Linked DNA regions of Gossypium hirsutum: all the other regions are linked to region 2. A link is a contact called in public Hi-C data. All regions are on one chromosome and are shown on one strand. Each heading gives the region's core, a stretch centred on a gene start, on an enhancer-like site or on the middle of the called end of the contact. The rest is flanking DNA. Distances are from core to core; before and after follow the strand shown. Region 1 holds the start of LOC107951298 (protein NTM1-like 9). Region 2 holds the start of LOC107951383 (B3 domain-containing protein Os03g0120900). Region 3 holds the start of LOC107951381 (metal tolerance protein 1).

Evidence for each region. A called contact is a pair of places that touch in the nucleus more often than the background predicts.
Region 1: a Hi-C map of leaf shows a contact between it and region 2, with 2.3 times the contacts expected there. The contact joins the promoter of LOC107951298 here to the promoter of LOC107951383 in region 2. A contact is called at or near these places in 16 of 34 Hi-C or Micro-C datasets (anther, callus, hypocotyl and 3 more).
Region 3: a Hi-C map of leaf shows a contact between it and region 2, with 1.9 times the contacts expected there. The contact joins the promoter of LOC107951381 here to the promoter of LOC107951383 in region 2. A contact is called at or near these places in 2 of 34 Hi-C or Micro-C datasets (both in leaf).

The regions. Positions count from the first base shown.
Region 1 is chrA02:42,110,657-42,114,267 of Gossypium_hirsutum_v2.1, forward strand. It overlaps LOC107951298 (protein NTM1-like 9), which reads left to right and starts at 1,681. Exons shown (of 6, transcript XM_016886298.2): 1 at 1,681-2,364; 2 at 2,660-2,942; 3 at 3,044-3,319; 4 at 3,429-3,611. The coding sequence starts at 2,342.
Region 2 is chrA02:42,332,574-42,335,930 of Gossypium_hirsutum_v2.1, forward strand. It overlaps LOC107951383 (B3 domain-containing protein Os03g0120900), which reads right to left and starts at 1,542. Exons shown (of 1, transcript XM_016886424.2): 1 at 1-1,542. The coding sequence starts at 883.
Region 3 is chrA02:42,470,867-42,474,371 of Gossypium_hirsutum_v2.1, forward strand. LOC107951381 (metal tolerance protein 1) reads right to left here and starts at 2,187. Exons shown (of 3, transcript XM_016886421.2): 1 at 1,950-2,187; 2 at 1,567-1,627; 3 at 1-444. The coding sequence starts at 444.

The sequences.
Region 1 (3,611 bases), core at 431-2,930, 220 kb before region 2:
ATATAAATTTTAATACTTTTTATTCTTTTTATGATTTTATAGAATTTTAATACATTTTTATGAAATTTTAAATATGTTTTATTAATTTATAATTTATTAGATTTATTATATTTTTGATAGTATTTATTAATTTTTATAATTTTTAAAAGTTTAAATCAATTTTCATATATTTTTTAATTTTTATATTTTTTTGATATTTTTACTATTTTTATAATTTTTTTCTGATTTTTATAATTTTTTAATATTTTAATGGGAAAAATATTAGTTTTCAATATTTTAATGAGAAAAATATTAGATTAACCCAGAAGTTGCAGCATATCACCATTTGATTAGTTCATCAATTTATTTTAACGGTCAACGTGAACAATGACAGGAATTGTTAACGGATGGGCTTAATTGATTATTTTAGTTAATAGAAATGACTTAATTGAGTGCAAATTTACTGCATAAACTTAATTGATTTTTTTTTGCATATTTTAAGGACTATTTTTGACAAATTGTCTTCTTTCAAAAAACATAAGACCATCTTTTTAAGAAAAAAAACTCCCTTATAAGTAATATAATATTTAAAATTGAGTAAAATATTATTATAGTAACAATAAATTTTAATTTTAAAAATATTAAAATATTGATATTTAATATTATAATATTATTTTGATAATAGATTTCAATATTAATAATTATTTTAAATTTTAAATAGTATTGAAATATTTTTTTATTAATTTATTGTTATTAAATATATAAATGATAATTTCTAAATATTTAGTAATAATATTTTAATAGTATAAATGAATATTTGTTTTCATTTATCCTTTTGGCTCCGGTGTTTCACCATCCAACATCATACCTATAACTTCAAATTAAGTTAATATTAAATTTATAGGAGATAATATAGTTATTACTAGTTTGTCAAACGGTAATATTTCCATAATATTTTATAATTTATATTATGCATTTTTTATTTAAAAACTTTGAAAAATGATTTTTTAAAAAAACCAAATGATTACGTGAAATCATCCAAATATCATAAAAAATCAAAATTTTTCTATAAGCAATTTTCAGTCAAAGTTTAAGATTTTTTTACTTTTAGAATTTAGTCTTTATTTTTTTATTTTTAATAATTTAGTCTTTTTACTTTTTAAATTTTAAATTTTAGATTTAATTATTAATTTGTTAATTTTTTTTTAAATTTGTTGACACGATATTTTGAAAATTTAAAAGAAAGTCTCACTTCACGATTATGTAACAGAAAATAACATTTGCAATGAATCTGAATTTAATAGAAAATTTCATGGTATTAACAATTGAACATATATTTTTAAATTTGAAAAGCAGAGGGACTAAATTCATTGAAATGAAAATAAGAGGAATAAAGTTCAAATGTACAAAGAATACAAGGACTTGGAGCAGTTTTTAACCTTAATTAATATATTTTGAAGTTTAGTAGTAATTTTAGAATCTAAATCTGGTTGCAAGTAATCCATATATATAGAACACTAGAAAAGCACGTGAATGAATCAAAAAAAAAGTTTCTGGGCAAATATCACAATATTATAGCCAGCCGGGCGCACGAGGCAAAATAAATTTTTCCTTTTTCTGTTTTAATAAAAACCAATAGAAAAAGCTTGAACTTTACTGAGACTATAAAAATACGAAAAGGCTTGCGTGATAAGCTAACTCACTGTGCTCCTTTTCCTCAGTGCAACATTACAATGAAAAGACGTGGACGGTATTATCCAAAAAGCAAGAAGCAAAAAAAAGTGACAAAAGCGTAGAGAGGGTATTTTGGTAATTGTGTAGGATCTAGTGCTCCATTGCCTTAGCCTACGCTGGAAAAGGAGGAAAAAGGAGCTCAATTATTGGGTGGCTCAATTCGCCGTCCACACCGGGGTTTTTTCTACGCTGTGGGCGCCTCTCATCGTCTTCCTCTTGTAATGCGCTTCAGTCTCCACCAATGGTAGAGCGACACGGCTGCAAAAAGGGACCGGACATGGTCACGTGATTACTCACACATGATTTTTTTTTTTCACATTTACTTGGCTTTGCGGCTTTACCCTAAGACGAAAGCGACCTGACGGAGCTCTCAACTGAAAATCAACTAATTTACCTTCCTAAGTAATCTAGTTGGATAGTCACTGAAGAAGAAGAAGACAATTTTACTCAGAATCGAGAATTTTTTTTTTGAAAACTAGCAAAGGATGGCAGTTTTAACGATGGAAACGTTGCCTTTAGGGTTTAGGTTCAGGCCGACTGATGAGGAGCTCATCAATCATTACCTTAGATTGAAGATCAACGGTCGTCATTCCGAGGTTGGTGTCATTCCTGAAATCGATGTCTGCAAATGGGAGCCATGGGATTTGCCTGGTATTTCTTTTTTCTCTTTTTCTTTTGCGTAAGAAAGAAATTATTGGTTTAAGTATTGTTTTGATTCTTTGATACCTTAGCCTTAGCCAAAGCGTCAGCTGGAAATTTTGCTTTATTCGCTCAATATATGAAATTAATATACATTTTATTTCATAAATTCGATTCCTACAACTTGCAATTTGAGGTAAACTTACGGTTTTTTTTTTTTTTGAAATTCCTCTCTGCGAAAAAAAGTTTTTATGTTCCAAAATTAGTTAAATTCTGAATTTTTATTACTGGGATGGTTGAATTTAAGTACAGGACTGTCGGTGATAAAATCGGACGATCCAGAGTGGTTCTTCTTTTGCCCGCTTGATAGGAAGTACCCGAACAGCCATCGTTCCAACAGAGCTACGGATAAAGGATATTGGAAAGCAACGGGTAAGGATCGAACCATTAAGTCTAAAAAGTCACTGATTGGCATGAAGAAGACTTTGGTTTTTTACAAGGGCCGTGCTCCCAAGGGCCAGCGTACTTACTGGATCATGCATGAGTACCGTCCCACTACAAAGGACCTTGATGGCACCGCCCCTGGCCAGGTTTTCCTTCTTAATTTTTAGGCTTGCTGTTCTTAGTTAAGGGTTTGATTCAAATAAAAACAAGAATGTCTATATGACTTGGACCCTTTTTCTTGGTGCAGAGTGCTTTTGTTCAATGTCGATTGTTTCATAAACCGGAAGAGAAGAATGATATTGTGAAGTACGATGAGGTTGAGCAAACCGTATGTTCGGCTGCCATGACAAAATCTGCTCCTGATGATGATACATCATCGGATCTTGTCCAAGATACCATATCATCTGAGACACAAGCTCAGAATCCCGATACTTCCATGCCAAATGGTCAAATAACGGGTGACAGCTGCTGCAATAGTCATATGACTTCTGATGCAGAAGATCACGCAGCTGAAGAAACCTTGGTAGAAGTCAACAAGTTACCTATATTCTAGCATTGTTGCATGCATCATTGTTTTATATTGACTATACCATGACTCTTGACAAGAACTGTTTTTTTGCTTATTAACACAGAAATATCCGCTCTTGGGAAGCAATTCAGACTTGTATGAACCCAATTGTGATGAAATTGATTATAAAGTCTTCTCGCCAATGAACTCACAATTTTTTGAAGATCTGCCGCCCTACATGGATTCCCCTTATGCAAGCGACTTTGGCCATGATCAAAATGGATTCCATTTCCAGGATGGGACTAGC
Region 2 (3,357 bases), core at 292-2,791:
GCTGCTGCTGCCACTCCATCGTTGGGGCTGCTGCTGATCTAAAAAACAATACCGATCCCATTGTACCTCCTGGATTCACCACATTGTTTCCAGTTGGAAAACCACCGTAGTAGCTGTTTCGGTTCAGAGGGTTTATCTGTGACAATTGAAAGCGATCTCTTGCTGTTGGTGGTGGCCGCATTAGTAATGGGCTCCATGGGGTATTTGAACGGTGCAAAGGCAAGTGGTGCGTATGGGGATGGAAAGAAACTGGGTCTGGTCCATCAGGTCTCCTCCTCCAATCGATAAAAAGACGGTGTTTCTCCAACTCGCCGACCCCTCTCTGGAAAGAAATTATATCGCCCGCATCAAGTTTCTTATCCTTGACGAAACGGCTCCATCCTTTGGTCATAACATAGCTTTGGCTGCTGTTCCAATAAGAGTACCTGAACCTCCATGGCTTCCCATTCCTGTCCTCGAAATTCAACAAAAGGCCTTTCTCATTGGTGGAAGAATCCAAGGGGAAATGCTTCTCGGCGTGTTGTTTTGGGATAACAAGTCTGTTCAGTTTCCCTACATCGCTTGGGGTAACTACTTTGTCGAACAATTGTTCTTTCTCGATGTTGGCAGCACTTGCACTAAGGGTTGAATCAGCTTCAGTACTTGCAGTTGCAGTAGCTGTTTCGTTATCTTCTTCAGGTTCGTACCTGTTGTTCAACCAGTTGGTACTCATTTGACGGTGGTGACCGTCGTGAATCTGATGAGCCTGTGCCTCCCATCGAGTGTTGCTAAGAGGAGGAGCCATCTGGGTTTTATGCTGAGAAGAAGAAGATGAAGGAGAAGAAGATGATGAAGAGTATGAAAAAGGAAACTTATTACCTTCTTCATTAAACCCAAAATCCATGACTTTTCTTTCGAGATCTAGACACAATAAAGATGAGGAAGATGAAGAATCAAGTATCAACCAAACAAAACCTAAAAACAAAGTAAAAAAAGAAAAAAGTGGGGACTAATCGAACCAGTTGAGATTAGAAAAAAAAAACAAACAGACACACAGACAAAGGAAGAACACCGGGAACTATGCCATGTTACTACTTGTTATAATTTACTAGTAGAACTTTAATTTTCCTAGGGTTGAACGACTATTCAGGAGAGAAACAAGAACAGGTCTTTTAGCTTAAGCTAAAACAATTTCATCTCTCTCTCCCTACAATGAGAAGAAAGTCAGTGATTCCTTCTTTGACCAACAAGATGATCTAACACCCAAACACGAAAACAAGACTTGGAGCACAAAAATATCACACATCCATCTTCCAACTTCATCTAGTTGTTGACCTTGAAACAAGAGATAAACTATCGCAAGAAAAAGAAAAAGAGAAAAAGAGGCTTTAACTTTATTTATTTTTATATATATCCAGGGGGAAGAACCTGATGAACCTCCCTCGAACCTTCTCCAGCTACCTTTCTAATTTATGTTATTGAGGCTTAATTAAGCCCTTTTTTTTTCTTTTCTTTTACTCTGGGTTTTCCTTGTTAGAGAGATTGAAAGGGAGAGAACATGTTTAAGTAATAAGTTTATACGTAGGGACCCCATGTATTACTGGTTGGGGCTCATGTGAGCTTGTACTGTCATAATCCCGGGTGCTATGCAATATTATTTTAGTAATTTTATTTGTAGGAATAAAACTATATATTAAATAAAGCCAGCTGTTGTGTATATTACTCTTTTCTATCTTTATTCTTACACATTTTTTTATCAAATTCATATAAATATTTTCATAATTGAAAGGTGATGTAACTATTAGTAACAGGAACTTTGGGGGGGGGTTAGGGTTTTGACTTGAAAACAAAAAAAATAAGCTCTTTGAATAAGATCCGTACAGGCCACTCTGCTATGGTGGCCATCCAGATGGAAAACGATATTTATCATCTTCATTCAATATTTAGTCCCTCAAAGGTATATGAAATTAAACAAAAATAAAATAAAATAAAATAAAAGGAAAAGAAAGGATTTCTTATTTCCCACGGAATTGGTGCAGGCAGCGCATGCAGTCTCAAATGGACCCATTCAATTTAGCCACGCCTTTTATAATTGGCTTTTTTTTTGTCTGTTCTTCAAACCCTGTCTAAATCTTACAACCAATCAATTCCTTATCATCAAAACCTCAAAAGTAAACACACTAATTTAACTTCAATCACATATTAAGTGTACAATATTTTGAGTAAAAGTTCAAGCGGAGCCTTTTATATTAGGGGATAATAGATTGTATTTTGTTAACTTCGCTAAAACATGAGTAAATTGATTATTATACGTTATAACTAGATGCACGTGATATATCATATGTACTGTTTAATTATTTCGTCAACTACATCAATTGTTAAGAGTAAAAATAAATAAATAAAATTTAGTAGGAATGACCAGTTTACTCTTTAATTTAATAATTTTTCTATTTTTTGAGTAAAATAAACAAAATACAATTTAATTCTTGATACAAAGACTTTTACAATACTTTTACCAAAATTTTCAGGTAATTATTTATATATCTACGTGGCTTTTAATTTTGAAACCCCCGCACCGCACCTTATAACACAGTCTTCTTTGCTTTCTCAAAGTAAAAATAACATAAAATTAACAATGCCAATTATGTGGGTATGAATGATATGAATTGAAGCTGGTGGATTCTTTGCCTTGCTGATATATACATATATAGGATAAAGGGTAGGGTGGGATATTTCCATGATATACTATAGTTCAGGTAACATTTAATATATAATTATATTAGTCAGATTGATAATGTGGAATAATAATAAAATAATATTTAATCGAAGTGCATTAATGCAAGGAAAAATATAGATATCTTGTAATAATTACATTTCATTTTGCATTGTTTAGGAGCACCAAATCTTTTACTAAGCAAAAATTTATTGCAAATGAAACCTTATTTAATGATTAGGTTTAGTTTTTAGGAATTTTAAGATATTGAATGTTAATTTATGTAAATTAGTTAGTCATAGTTAAATTAATTATTAAATTTATATTTTTGTAATGATTCATGACTGTAATTAGAGATGTTCAAATGATTAATTAAACAGTTAATCGAATAGAATTAGTAGTAATCAAATATTTTAATCTTTTTAATCTTTAACCAAACTGAAATATTTTGGTTAATTCAACAGATTAACTGAATTAACTAAAATTTATATATTTTATTTTTTTTGGTTAAAACAAGTATAAAACATATAAAAATTTAATAATCTTCATTTGACTAAACTATCTCAATTAAAACTACATATAATTTTTATTATTAATTATTAAGTTCGGTTAATTCGATTAATTATCTTATTTTAAATCGAATTAACCAATAATTAAACTTTTAA
Region 3 (3,505 bases), core at 937-3,436, 140 kb after region 2:
AGCTATGGCTTCATAAACAAGGATGCCAGCTAGAAGCCATATCATCTGGATGGACACAAGGGCACCAAGAATTTCAATCCTGAAGAATCCATAAGATTGACGCGGAGTTGCCTCCCACCCCGATGCCCAAAGGGAGAACAAGGAGATTGCAAATGCTGCAACATCTGACAAGAGATGAGCTGCATCAGTTAGGATTGCAAGGCTGTTGGCTTTAATGCCTCCAACCACTTCTACGCTCATAAAGACAACACAAAGCACTACTGCCATCAAAAGTTTACGCATAGAGGCTGTACGTTCCTTAGCATCTTTAGAACTGGTTTGAGCATCATTAAACCCACATGGTGCGCCTCCACAAATCGTATTTCTTCCCAGGCTTGTCTCTACTGCTGGAACATCTCTATGTACTTCAATTATATGTCCTTGTTCAGAGTTTTGCGCTTCCATCTGAAAAATAGTATAAACAACCACAACGAGAATAATTTATTATATTCACAATGACTTGAAAGATATTGCGAAATAAGAGGTGAATGATCAAAGTAATTAAGACAGCTTAAGTCTTGTGTCAACAAAATACTGCGTTATATTCACTTCCACAGATACTCTTCATATCTCTCATCAAGCACATGATGCTTAAGCGCCCTCCTTTCCCACGCTTCCCCATATGACAAAACGGTACCCTGACCACTATATGTAGATGCCTAATAGAAGTTTCATTTCACCATTTATTTAACCAAAATGCATTGCTGTAGAAAACTTAGATTACTAAATCCTTTCTTATGTTTCTCATACCCAATTGCTTCAAAATGAATTTCCTTGAAAAGTGGCAAAAATTGCTAGCGTAGCTAGTAATTTGTTGTGTCAAAGGAGAAAACAAGAAATGGAAAAAAAGAAAAAAGAAAATACCATCTTCAGTATCAGGTCATTGTAAACACTAAAGACTGCAGGGAAAACTGCAGAGACGCAGGTGTTAGGCAAAAGGGCACCATTGATGGGAGATTTATGTCGTAACGCAGAAGATTTAAGATAATGGAGATTACTTAAAGGGCATTAGAGTGTATGTTTGAGTTCCTTTAAAACTCTATCTAACTGCATATTGCGTAGTGTTTGCCTTTCAATTATAAGACAGCCATATATGTTAGGCCTTGAAACTCTTTTATTAAAAAAGGGGACAAAAATAAGAGGGCAGAGAGGAATTATTCAAGTCTTCAGATTCTAAAATTCTACTGAAGAATCAAAAACAAACTCAGCAGCATACATCACAATAGCATCCCATATTTTATTTGAAAGAGAAGAAAAAAAAATACTTCACAAGGCAGCCTACAATAAATAGTGTTATATACATGCATGCATAAATACACCCATATATATACTTGTATGTATCCATGTATATATATATATCCATATTGTAGCAGTTTTAAATACTATGATCAAATAAAGATGAAAAGAAATTCCAAAAATAATCATTCACAATCAATTTCAACGAAAAAGATTTAGTCATTTACAGCATGGAAATAAAGAATTTTCAAAGAAACCATCGAATAATCAAATAAAAGAAAAAAGAATTACCTTCTTTAGTCGTTCTTCGTTTCTGCTTTGGATTACTGCAACCTTTTCTGGAAACTAATCCCTAAACGCAATATGGAAAAACAAATTTAAATTTCTATACATATATATATTTCTTTTTTGCGTACATAAAGAATGAGTAAACATGAAAAGAAAATTTATACAGTTTTTAATATTGGTGTTCGAACTTCTAAGGGAAAACCAATTTTTATTTTTATTTTTATTTTTTTCTGGAGAAATCGAATAAAGTTACCTTCAATCAAAATGGTTTCTTTCAGGATCTGGGAAAAGTGGGGAGAAAAAGATAAAAACCCAGATTCCTGATATTCGCTGCAATAAAAAAACAAAGTTGAAAAGTAAGAAAATGAAAGAGAATAAAATAAGACCTTGGATTGGAGTAATCTTTGAGGTTGTGAGAGTTTTAACAATGGCAGTGGCTCCACCAGATTGCAATGAAAGCAAAAAGAAAAGAGAAGAACTATTATTTTTTGGTTCAAAACTAGGAGCAATTGTTAATAATTCTGAATTAAGTATTTATAGGTATAATTTTGAAGACGGAATTTGGAGTACCTGTAGGAACAGTCTTTATAGCTTCACAAATTTTTTGTTTTATTTTTATAGCTTCTCCCTTTAGGGTTTGTTCCTATTGGCTTATATTGTTTTTTGTTTTGGAATTCATATCATTATTAAATTGCTAATTTGATTTAATTTTTAAATGTGAATGTAATAAATAAAAAGTTATTAAATTGTTTTTAAATATCAAAATTTTATACTCGAAACAGAACCATACACATCTAAATGAATTGATGCATATTAAAATTTAAAAAAAAAATAAAACAAACAGAACATAAACAGCTGAATACTAATTTAGAATTGAAAAAAACAAGAAGCAATTTTTGGCACAAAGATTTGTTTTCCTTTTTTGTTTTTTTTTCTTTTTGGTACAAAGATTTATTTTCCTTTTTTGTTTTGTAGTCGGTAAACTCCTTATGATGGAGCTTTCCAATTTTATATTTAATACTTGGCATAATTGTAAAATTTATCCTTTAATATTTTTATTTTTATTAATTTAGTCATTTTTTAGTTAAATTTAATTTTTTATTTTTCAAAATGAGTCAAATCATTTCTTTAACATAAATGTTTATTAAAATATTAAATTTTTAACGACATTAACCTAACAACCCACGATGATACCGAAATGAGTTAGAAAATGTTAGTACAAATCTCCAATTAGGAAAATCTCAAACACATGAACGAAACCCGAATAGAAAAAGAAGAAATAGGATAAGGCTCCAAAGCATATATCAAGCCACTATCTTTAAGGTTATATTCGCCTTCACCTATCTTCGGTGTGCAAACGAGTTTCAAGCAAATTAACCTTAAGGATGTAATGAAGCCAATGACTATTTGCGTTTTGCACTGACGATAATAGTCCACTGAGCACTAAGCAATATATAACAAGAAATTCAATTTCTACAAAGAATTTCTATAGTAAATCTTTATAGAACAATCTAATAATATTAGAAAATGAGGAATAATAGAAAGAACTTTTAGAACTTATTGTTGTGATTTCCAAAAGAAATCTCATTCCTATATATTAGAATTTTCATGTCTATTCGTAGATACATCTTTCAATAGGTGTCTTTATGAATAAATAAATAATAATAATAGTAATAATAATAATAATTCATTTAATTTTATAACTATTCAAGTACTATTGTTTGAATAGTTAGAATTCTTTTTCAAAAATCAAATGATATAACTTTTAACCAATGATCAAAATATTTATCTTTTGCTTAATTACACTTATTCATTTATAGTTATTGGAATACTATAAATATTTGAAAATGTTCCAACAATCTCCCCCTATTTTCAAACTATTTTAGATTTTGATATTCTTGAAAATTAATTTGCATAAATGAATGTGTCTTACGATTGAACC